Regions from separate parts of the Danio rerio genome. Here region 2 is linked to region 1. Evidence: chromatin contacts called from public Micro-C data. All regions are on one chromosome and are shown on one strand. The core of a region is the stretch at or near the end of the contact, and the rest is flanking DNA. Distances in the headings are between cores, read along the strand shown. Region 1 holds the start of zfand2a (zinc finger, AN1-type domain 2A). Region 2 overlaps LOC141381268 (a long non-coding RNA gene).

The links. A called contact is a pair of places that touch in the nucleus more often than the background predicts.
Region 2: a Micro-C map of caudal fin shows a contact between it and region 1, with 5 times the contacts expected there. The contact joins the enhancer-like site here to the promoter of zfand2a in region 1. A contact is called at or near these places in 1 of 18 Hi-C or Micro-C datasets (caudal fin) and 1 of 4 datasets of contacts at active chromatin or transcription factors (embryo).

Annotation. Positions count from the first base shown.
Region 1 is chr3:42,436,659-42,442,776 of GRCz12tu, forward strand. zfand2a (zinc finger, AN1-type domain 2A) reads left to right here and starts at 2,905. Exons shown (of 9, transcript NM_200517.2): 1 at 2,905-2,986; 2 at 4,917-5,011. The coding sequence starts at 2,932.
Region 2 is chr3:42,765,526-42,771,643 of GRCz12tu, forward strand. LOC141381268 (a long non-coding RNA gene) reads right to left here. Exons shown (of 3, transcript XR_012401177.1): 2 at 3,862-3,918; 3 at 2,016-3,753. Among named protein-coding and RNA genes, the nearest start is that of trnat-cgu, 9.5 kb to the right of the region's middle. Within about 2 kb of position 3,691, at least 8 of the 62 cell types and tissues checked have an H3K27ac peak or open chromatin away from gene starts, as enhancers often do.

The sequences.
Region 1 (6,118 bases), core at 1,655-4,154:
GGGGTTTATAGAAGAATATGGGATTTATTTGAAGACATTAAGAGATGAAAAGTCAAAAAGTAAGATATTTATATTCATCATTACAGGATTTTTTTTTTTTTTTGAGAGAAGTAACTCCCTTGCTACTGAAGTTTCTTCATCCTTTATTTTTTGTTTTATTTTATTTATTTATATGTGTATTACTATTATTATTGTTGTTGTTGTTGATAATGAGGATGGAAAGAAAAAAATATGCATAAAGTGATGAATCACGGCCTCTGGTGGTATTTTCTGGAAACCTCTCGTAGTAACGTGATTACGTCAGCAAGAATGTGACTAGTCAGGGCATGATAAAGGTGCCGCCTGAAGCCAGAAACAACAATAAACAGCATTACCGGAAGCACAAATTTGCCAAACTACTTTTAACTTGTAAAAGTCCTATGAAATGGCAGTGAAAAACTTTTTCTATTTTTTTACAAGTTATCAATTTCCACCTTGCTTTCCACGGTATACAATGAACGTTATAATAATAATAAAAATAATAATAATAATAATAATTATATATATATATATATATATATATATATATATATATATATATATATATATATATATTTATATATATATTATTATTATATAATTATATAATATGTTATATTATACAATTATTATTATTATTATTATTATTATTATTATTGAAACAATAAGATTAAGAACTATTTTTTTCTTAATCAGATGATCATGACCCAGCAATAGACTATTAAATACTTAATTATGTAGTAGGAAAATTATTCTATACTAAAATACATTTAGTGCACTGTAAGTGTCACCAAAGTTAGTTCCAAAGTTTTTTGCATTGCCCTTTTTTAGCAAATGAACATCTGGAAAACTGATTATTCTAATACACATAACTGTACCTGTATATAACAGTGTGCACTGGCTTTGCAATAATCAATACTTATGAAGGTAAATTATTTTATTTCCCTCAATAATCCTCTTGCATTTACTTTACAGAAAGAAGTTGTATAACTAATGTGCGAATCTCTCGTTGTAAAGGTTCCAGCATGTTACCTAAATAACAATGTTTTGGGGGAAAGTTTAGTATGAAGTACAATTTACGTGCTACCAATGTTCACAGATTAGATATGCTACTAAAACCCATAGGCCAGTGATGGCCAAAGTAGGGCTTGTGAGCCAAAGTTGGCCCATGCATGGTAACCTTGATTTGGCCCACCATCCCTCTGAAAAGAGAGAAAAAGACGATGGGGATAATTTTCAGATTGTCAATTCAAATTTAATATAATAGGCCCATAGCCAAGGGGGGTGGGGGGACAAAGGTCCAAAATTTGTCCCATTCATAAAGTCATTTGTCCTATTTTGACTGCTATGCCATCACAAATAATGAAAATAACTCATCGAAAAAGGCTATAAGACCAAGTTGAATAATGGTGTGACTTCAGTTAATCGGTTTTGACCAATGCAGAGTCCAAAATCCAGCTGTGCAAGAAAACATTTGACATAAGTGAAGTCATGTTTTGCTACTGTATTGTTTTTAAATAGACAAAACGTTGACAAGTAACTTTTATTCTAAATCTTGGACCTTATTCTTGAAAGAAAACATGACTGTTAAAAAAGTATTAAGAACTTTTTTTATTTACAAAGGTCCACGTTTTTCAGAAAAAAAGAACCATCCCATTCATGAGACTGCCTACAGGCCTGCATAACCCTTTGTTTGTTTTATTGTTAAAGGCTAACGGAAATTAAATATTTTAGTTAAATGGCGTAAATTAATACATTTTATTATTTTTATTTTTATTTTTAAACTTTTTTTTTTGTTAAATGTACATTCTGTGTCACCTGACAATGCAGAGACTGGTGAACAAATCAAGTGTTATAAATATCATTGTTTATGTTTTTAATGCAATAAGTTATCATTTTAAAAGTTATACTGTTTTAACTAATATGATTTAAAGCAATGTTTTATATTCATTTTAAATACTGGAGAATAAATCAGGAAATTATTTACCCATGGCGACTTAAATGTAATATAGCCTAGTTTGGTATATTCACCTTCGGCCCACAGCTCATAATGATATATTTTATATATATTATATATTTTTGGCCCTTTATAAAAAGTAACTACTGAATATAATTTCTAAATCTCGAAGACTTTAATTTTGAAAAATACAATCCCAGTGTTGTCTCCAGATTCACACACCCAGCGATGACATCTCAAAAAACAGCAGACGACTACAAAAGCCCAAACACAGAAGCTGAGCTTGTTCGAAGCCAAAAGCTTTAGTTTACTATTCAAGGTGGGACCAAGAAAAAGTGGATTTGCTCACTATCTCGGTAAGACGCATTCATTTAAAATTTCGCCATCTAAAACGCTTATTAGGTTTAATGTTAGGTTTCCCGCAAACCAAACGACAACCAGTTATTTGTTTGTTACTCTGCATATTTGTATATTAAATGGCGTGATTTGATTTAACCATATGTTAATTTAGCCAGTCTCATTTTAACCTTTAACTAGATTAACTGTTATTAACCTATTTGCATTTGTGATAGTAGCCTAGAACATTTCAGTAATCATCAATCAGCGTCCATCATATCCATATAGTTTTATATTAATATAATATCCATATATTATTGACCTTATCGTAATGGGATATTGAGGTGTGCCTGTAAATATTATCCTGTATGATTCAGCAGTAGTTGATTATCCGCTTCCAGATACACAACACAACAGTTATGTAATGGCGTCAACTAATGGTAAACAGGATCAGCTCACCTCTTGACAGGCCTTCCGTTTTTAAAGCAAGTTTTACTCGTTAGCTGGATTCGTAATGGTTGTGTTTTAGCTGCTGGGTTGGCTGAAATGACAGCAGGTCAGTGGTGACGGTCTGATTGCTGTTTTCAGTCCAGCAGCGGGGTGCGTTTCACCACTGTGCCATGGAGTTTCCAGATCTCGGGGAGCACTGCTCGGAGAAGAGCTGCAAACGACTCGGTATGTGCTATTTTTATCAGGTCTTACTCCGTCACTTAACGTTACAGCAGGGATCAACAATGATTTTTTTATTTTTCTGGCCCGATCGGAATTTTTGTTCAGAATCAGATGTACATTGAACATTTTGAACACAAAAGAAGGTATTTTGAAAAATGTTGGAAACCTGTAACCATTCACTTCCATTAAATTTGTCGTTTCTACTATTGAAGATAAATGTTTACAGGTTTAATCTTTCTTAAAAAATCTTCTTCTTCAAGTCTTCTTTTGAAGATGAAAAATGTACGCTTTGGAACCTCTTGCCAGAGTAAATAGTACATTTTCATTTTTTACTATGAGAACACCCAAAATGACAATATTGCAACAGAAACCAAACTGTTAAACATATTTTTAAGTAATGCCATATTTTTAATGTTAATATGCAACCATTTTTATCTGGATACACTTTAAATGAAACATTTTTAAATGTGTATCAAAAATAAACCTTAAACTGTTTAAGGTTTTTATCTTATATATTTTCATTATTATTATTTATGCATTTTATCTTCTGTGTTATTTATTGCTGTTGATGACCTTTAATTGTTGGAATATTTTTATAATTATAGAAAAGGTTATAAAATGTAGTAAACATAGCCAGTGAAACTGATATGGCAAATAGTAATAAAAATGTATGTATTTGTTTGTTTAATAATTATTATTTTTATGAAATATACACTATCACTACTTTTTTCAGCAAGGGAAATATATTAACCCTGAGAGTACAGACATGTATTTTGCTCTATTTTTTTTTTTCAAGTAAATACTGTTTAATTATCGAATATATAAGCACATAAAAGAAATCTCATCATTTTCACAAAAAACGCTATATTGCTTGTTTTTTTTTGTTTTTTTTTTTACACGCAACACAACTGTTCCATCAAATACATACATGCATACATACATACATGCATACATACTTGCATACATGCATACATACTGTACACCAAGTTCATAAATAAAGGAACACAAATTAATGTTGAGTATTTCTGAAGGAGCAGTTTTAGATTGTTTCAATGTGGTCATGTTGTTTGCCAATTAACATTTTCTGCTTGTTATCAAACTACTTCATAAGTGGTAAGAGGCAATTCAATTATAACTTGATGTTAAAACCGCTACCATAAAATTAATTATCAATATGTGGCTCTTTTTGGATTCGCGGAGGCTATAGAAAACAAAAATGTAAAACAGGAAGTGTGTTGGGACCATTGTTTTTGTTTACATCCCTCAAAATAATCTATACAGACATACTTTGTGTTGTAATTGTAATCAAAATCTGCTGGAGATCATGTAATAACATACACACTGATGATGGCATAGCAGGCAAAAATGTCAGATATGAGTTCAGATGCAAAAATCTTTAAGTGCCATCTAGAGCAATGAGCATTTTTCTCTGCCGCTTATGTTTATGTTCAGTTATTTCATGTTAAAATCAATAAAAATAACCTATTATTTGCCTTTAAAAATAAAATTATTGAATCAAGATATAGAAGCCTGAGAAAAATGCTAATTTTAGAAGAAAATTTCAGATGGTACTTGTATGAAGAGTGCCTCTGACAAGCCACTCCTGCTATTTCCACCATTAGACAGTCTGTTTTGTTGAATTATTAATGTGTATGTATGTGCATTACTGTGCCTCGGCCTGCATAGCAAATCCATTAATCACATTAGTATAGGAGTGGCATTTTCTTTTTTATATCCACAAAATGTAGTCATATGACACCACAGTGTGTCAGCCAGGTCGGTCCAATGTTGTATACTGGTAATTAGAGTTCAATTTATTTATGATTAATTAAGTATCCATATACATTTTAACAGTGATAGGCTGTTTTTAGTGTGATTGTGCATGTCTAAAATATTTGTAATTTTTTTTTTTTTAAATGTGTGTATTCTACAGATTTCCTTCCAATGAAATGTGATGCCTGTGAAGAGATTTTCTGCAAAGACCACATAACTTATGCAAATCACAAGTGCACTTCATCATATAAGAAGGTCAGTATACTTGTTTCTAATGGTAATAATCTTGCCAAATTACATTTTCAGAGGTTCTTAGGATAGAAATCATTTCAATACTCCATAATTATAAAAGCGATTAGATGTATGCTTGATACAATTTGTGCCGTTAGATGCCCTAATTGTTTCTGGATTTCATTTATTGCATTCTGATTATTCTGGAGTTTAATGGTTCAATGGATGTGTGTAATTAAAAAGCATGTGTTATTGATTGAAATACTAAGACATAAAATTGAATGGTTTATTATCAGTATATATTTTTATTACCATATGAATGTTAAATGTTCTCAAATTCAGTGTTTTTCCTTTACAATTTATGAGGGTGCTTTCACATCTTTGGTTCGGTTAGTTTGGTCCGGACCAAGGGCAACAAATGATATATTATAGCATTTTTCTGCCGTTTTTGGGTCCTTTTCACACCACACTGATTGCTTCGGTCAGAACCAGTTGAAAATAACCAAAATGCAGTCGTGACTAAATCCACATCACTCATTGGCCAGATGTTATTGAACCCATTTTCTAAACTGCTTTTCGATTGGTCAGAATTCACGTGCGGGAAAATGCCAATGGAACTCCCACAAGTAAACAAACCGGCAGACATAAAATGTCACTTTTTACTATGGAGGGATGACTGCACTGGCTGATTGTATCCATAGTCATAGTACACTAGTTTGTGTACATTTGTCACTTTAGACAAATGATACATTTTGAGAATGAAGCTCGACTGCGACTGGAAAACAATGTTTTAATGCATTGCAAATGGCGAAGGTACATAGCAAGTCACTTCAAGAGGAGGCTTGAATTAATTTAGCTAAACTGTGACATGGTCATCTTCTGGAAATATTATAAACAATCTATCTGGTTCTCACTCTCTCTCACTCTCTCTCACTCTCTCTCACTCTCTTTCACACTCTCTCACACTCTCTCACTCTCTCACTACTATCTCAAAATAACAACAATTATACTTGCACATAACGTCATAAACTGCATCATACACATAGGTGTTTTAACTTGATTGGTTAAAACACAGATAGACTAAGAACATTTCCACGTGTGTGTGCATACAATTCTGAATGATATCTCTAT
Region 2 (6,118 bases), core at 2,441-4,940, 330 kb after region 1:
AGCCCGACACAGAAACAGTTTCTTTACTCAGGCAATCCATCTCATGAACACTTTATGATAGTAACTGTGAAACTAACATCACTACTTGCTATACACTTTTTATACATATATACACTTATTCAACAACATACTTTAAATGCCAATTTGCTCATAACAGCTGCACATACATAGTGATATAAACTTGTCAATTTGTATATTTTCAGTATTTGCAGTATTTGCAATAAATTTATTATCTGTTTTTTGACCTGTCTCTGTAATTCTGTTGCCCTGTAGAAGCTCTGTCACGAAAACAAATTCCTCGTAGGCTATGTGTGAACACACCTGGCAAGAAAGCTATTTTTGATTCTGATCTAAGTTCAAGTAACTAATTTAATTTTAATTTTTATGTAGACTGAACATAAAACAATTTAGTTTCCACCCAAAAAACTCCAGAATTGTTGCTTCAGCTCTTTTTAAATAAGTAGTCTGAACAAGCAGCAAAAAGAAATTGTTTGTGCAAATTAAGACCATAATATAATAGTTGACAGTGCACATTTTAGCTCAAGATGACAGATAAGGACATACACACACACAATAAGTGTCAAATAATACTAAGGTATCAGTTTCAAGGAGTGAAACGGACTGGAAATGTCAGCAGGAGGTGCTTAAAAAGTGTCAGTGAAAACAGTCAAATATCCCGAGGCTTTGAAGGTGTGTCAAAAGAGGATCCTGTTTCCTGCTGCACGGTCAAACAAGGGTTCATTTTTTTCCGCTTTAAAACAGAGCTGGCACATTAGCATACCCACTGGCATGGCATTTTAAAGCCTAAACTGCTCACGCATTTAAAGCACACAACAATTTTCAATAAAAAAACGACAACATGCGAAGATAAATCATCAGATCTCTGTTATCCCCCTGAAGGAGCGCGCGTCACATGCTCAAATCTATTTTCCTTTGTAAGGCAGACAGTCTGTCATTTTATCCTCAGGATCATCTATCAGAATTGTCTCGCAAGAGCTACAGAGAGAAGCTTTTCTCACCTCAAACGGTGAACCGCTTCACCTAACATAATTCACAGCTGGAAGACATTCTCAGAATTCCCTGTTCTCACAAAGACCGAGCTTTTTTTAAGTCCACCGTTGCATGAATAAAAACGCCTCATTAAGGGATATCGAGACTCGGGGACGGTGATGCGATTGCAGCGCTGCATTGATTTGAAGATCAATGGAGAGCAAAGGTGTTGAGAAGACTGAATCAATTCTGCTTAACAATACAGTCCTGCACCTCAAAGATTTTACACCCCCCCCCCCCCCCCCCCATCCCATCCCACCAATGACACAGAGCTCACTTCTGGCATGAAGACGTGTGGTGTGACGGCTTTGATACTTGATGAGTACAGTCAGATTCCATCCATGAATGACAAAGAAAGAGTGTCTTGCTAATATGTGTGTTGTCATTTTTGAGCAAATATATTCATTTGTTCATTTTCTTGACGCTTAGTCCCTTTATTAATCCAGGGTTCCACAGCAGAGTGAACCATCAACTTATCCAGCTAGTTTTTTACACAGCAGATGCCCTTCCAGCCGCAACCCATCTCTGGGAAACATCCACACACACATTCACAACGGACAATTTAGCCTACCCAATTCACCTGTACCGCATGTCTTTGGACTGTGTGGGAAACCGGAGTACCCGGAGCACACCCATGCGAACACAGGGAGAACATGCAAACTCCACACAGAAACGCCAACTGGGCCGAGGATCGAACCAGCGACCTTCTTGCTGTGAGGCAAAAGTGTTACCCACTGTGCCACTGCGTCACCCTTTGACAAATCAATAATGAATTTATTACCAAGTCATATTTTAAAAGTAAGAAACAACATATTTGCAACGAAGATTTTTGCTTTGTATTTCCTGCATATCATTTTGCTGTGTTGTATATATTATTTTTTATTATGATAGATCTTACTTATTGAAATGTTAACTGTTACAACCGGCTCAAAGTTGCAACATTAGAGAGACAATACGGACCAGGTAAATTGAAAAGAGAAATGATTTATTAACAAAATGTATAATTAACAAAAGTATTTAAAGCAATCAAAGTCAGTATAGGTGAAAGTCAGTATTGAAAAGCATGTGTATGGAAGTGTACTGAGCTCATGATCCAAACACAAACTAAAACAAAAGCGCCAAGCAGAGACGTTCGGCTAATCGAGCTCCTCTAGACAGAATGCCGGACTTCTTATAAACACCCCACGATGAGTCTCAGGTGGGATGACCCACCCACCAATCTGCAATCACGCAGAATCTGCAAATAACAAACACACATACAAACAGGTCCCACATGGGACCTAACATTAACCTTCTGTCTAAACAATTATTTTGCAATGCATAGAAACTGTAGTCATTATCATGTAGTCAATCAATCATCATATGCAATACTATAGGTATTATAGGAATATAGGTATGCACTCACTGGCCACTTTATTAGGTACACCGGTTAACTGCTTTTTTAATGCAAATTTCTAATCAGACAATCACATGGCAGCAACTCAATGCATTTAGGTGCAACCCCACCGGTCCTGCACCACCCAACCCGCTCCGAGCTGGTTTCGAACCAGCGACCTTCCGCATGGGAGTTGGGTGCTCTACCAAGGAGGCTAAAGACCATGGCCTCTAGCATCTGTCGCTAGAGCACCTTTAGAGGTCAGAGGAGTGAGGTTTACCTGCACAGCACACACTAGCTGGCCTCCGTTACATAGGCGTGTAGACATGGTCAAGACGATCTGCTGCAGCTCAAACCGAGAATCAGAATGGGGAAGAAATGTGATTTAAGTGACTTTGAACGTGGCATGGTTGTAGGTGCCAGACGGGCTGGTTTGAGTATTTCGGAAACTGCTGATCTACTGGGATTTTCACGCACAGCCATCTCTGTAAAGAATACAGAGAATAGTCAGAAAAAGAGAAAATGTCCAGTAAGTGTGGGTGCAAACGCCTTGTTGATGCCAGAGGTCAAGGAAGAATGGCCAGACTGGTTTCAGCTGAAAGAAAGGCAACTGTAACTCACATAATTACTCGTTACAACCGAGGTATGCAGAAGAGCATCTCTGAAAGCACAACACATCCAACCTTGAGGCAAATGAGCTACAGCAGCAGAAGACGACACCGAGTGCCACTCCTGTAAGCTTAGAACAGGAAACTGAGGCAACAATTCACAATTGAACAATAGAAGATTGGAAATATGTTGCCTGCCTGGTCTGCGACATTCAGATGGTAGGGTCAGAATGAATGAATGAATGAATGAATGAATGAATGAATGAATCTATCTATCTACATTACCCGTCTCAGATCTTTGCCTTTCTTGACATTTGTGTAAAAGTCTGTAAAATCTCACGCAAATGAAATTTATGACCACTGTGAAACCTAAGGACCACGAATATCATTACAGCCCCCCTTTTTCATCTTGGTCTACACTAATATACATCAAAAGCAGCACAAACACCGTCCATATGGGCAGATATCACACATCGCTTTGAAAATATATCACTTACAGAGCGTTATTCAAAATGCACCCCTCGCCTGTACAGTTTCTTTCCTGTATTCGCTCTGAAATCTCAGTCAAGAGCTCGGCGTGATCAGGTTTCAGCAACAAAAATGAGCTCTTCTTGCCTTCCCACCCCCATCTTTGTGCTGCTCTCCCCCTCCCGGCGACTCTGAGACTCCCAGAGACTCTTGTTTATTCCTCCCCTCAGGCTGTAAGATTGGAGCCCGGGCCTGCCATGAAAGAGCGCACACAAAACAAGAGAAGATTAAAGGACACAGAGATATAAGGAGTGCATCTGACCAAACCATCTGTGCTACTCAAAACCTTTTTTTTTTTACCTTACGCTTGCATGAAGAGGTGTGAGATCCGCAGTGCAGGCAACCACATATAGGAAGCTGCAACATAAATACGAGCCATGAGGGTTTATTTATGGATTCAGACACAGAGGAAGCAAAAGTATACAATGAGTTCAGCGACAAGGGTTTACCCGCACTGACAAAATACCGCAAAAACCAATATAAGATCCAGTGTTGCTCTTCTGTTGGGTTATAAATGCTGATACGATCTAGTCATTGGAATGGATGAATAATAAACAGATGTGGTTGTACTTAGGGATGGCAAAGTTCTATTTCTAATACAAATTTATGAGCCTCATTGAGATGGGCTACAAATGCAAATGACAGAAATGGTGGAAGGTGCATAATCTAGGCAATGCAGTGCTCAAAAATATGGATTTCTACGGATAAGAATATGGAATTGACTGCTGAGATATAGGCATATATCATATTCAAATGTAAAATGACTGCTGTGAAATGGTTTAGGTGTGTGCAAAATAATGATCTTCAATGGTTTGCATGTTAGAAGGGCTGCATGCTTTTGTAAAAGGGATTTCAACAGGGATCTGGAAATCCATTTTAAAAAATAGTCATGAGATTTTCTATAGAAATATGCAATTTACAGTTTTCTCTCAAACACATTTTCAAAACAGCGTCACCTTTTTTCCAAATTCTACACACAATTCCCAAAACTGCACACACAAAATGCTTCACATTTGCCACACCTTTAAACTGTAAAACTACATTCAAAATGCCACAAACACACATCAGAATGAAGCATCAAATGGCAAACACTTCTTACATGATATTGAATGTTTGGACATATCATGTAAACACTGTTGTTCTAAATCTAAAGATCTTTGTTCTTTCAATTGGCTTTTATCTACATTTCAATACAATGTTCTACAGTAAAATTAATATGAGGGGGAAAAAAGTACACTGTAAACACCAATGGCATGTAGAAACAGAAAATATTATAGTATTATAATATTAGTCCAAACATTAATGGTGTGTACAGTAGCATACAACAAAAACATAAACATACTCTACACTGTAAACAAAAATCTGTAATTTTATGGGGGTTTTTTTCCGTCAGCTGGGGATTTCACACAATACTTTAAATTCAGTTTACTTTAAGTGATATGTTTCCTCACTACTTAACTCGTTATTTTTTATTTCATTATTTGTTAAATTATTATTTTTTTTTAATTCTGCATAGCACAGCATGTTTATTTATTTATCTATAGACCCTTTTCACAATTTTGGATTGCAAAATAGCGGAAGTCGTCAAAGTTGGGAAAACTTAGAGAGCAGTAAATGGGAAATGCAACAAATAAATTACAGAAATTTACCAGAGAATAATGTATATTAAATTACATAAATTTACCATGCAAATTTTGATATTAAATTACAGAAATTTATCGTAGAATAGGAATCACCAAACTTGTTCCTGGAGGTCCGGTGTCCTGCAGATTTTAGCTCTAACCCTAATCAAACACACCTGACCAAGCTAATCAAGGTCTTACTACATATACTTGAAACACCCAGACAGGTGTATTGAGGCAAGTTAGACCTAAACCCTGCAGGCTACCAGACCTCCAGGAATGAGATTGGTGACCCCTGCCGTAGAATAACAGACGTTAAATTACAGAAATTTACCGAAGAATAACAGATGTTAAATTACAAAAATTTACCGTAAAATACAGATGTTAAATTACAAAAATTTACCGGAGAATAATAGACGTTAAATTATAGAAATTTACAGTAGAATAACTGATGTTAAATTACAGAAATTTACCGTAGAATAACAGATGTTAAATTACAGAAATGTCCTTAAATGTAAAATACTGGTAAATTTCTGTAATTTAACAGCCATCATTTTATGTTTTTTTTCCGGCACCTCAGCAGCCAGAAATTTTTTTTTAAATTGCGCAGTTTTTTAGTGTATGTAAAAATGTAAAAAAAAAACATATGTAAAGCGAAAGTATGTTCTCCAGAATAAGAATACAGGGGGGACGTGTTTTGAGAAAAATGTTTTATACAATTAAAAACTTCAAGGCTAAGAAACAGCTTTTATTTTGGAGATTTGCTGTGTAGTTTGGCATTTTGAGTGAGCTGTTTCAGAAATTGTGTGACATGAAAAGATTTAGTGTATAAGCAGTTTGAAAAAACTGTAAATTATATTAAAGTACAGGGTGTTCATAATATTTAAATTATATTAATGGGTGTTTTTGTGATGTGCTTTAACTTTGTTTTATCC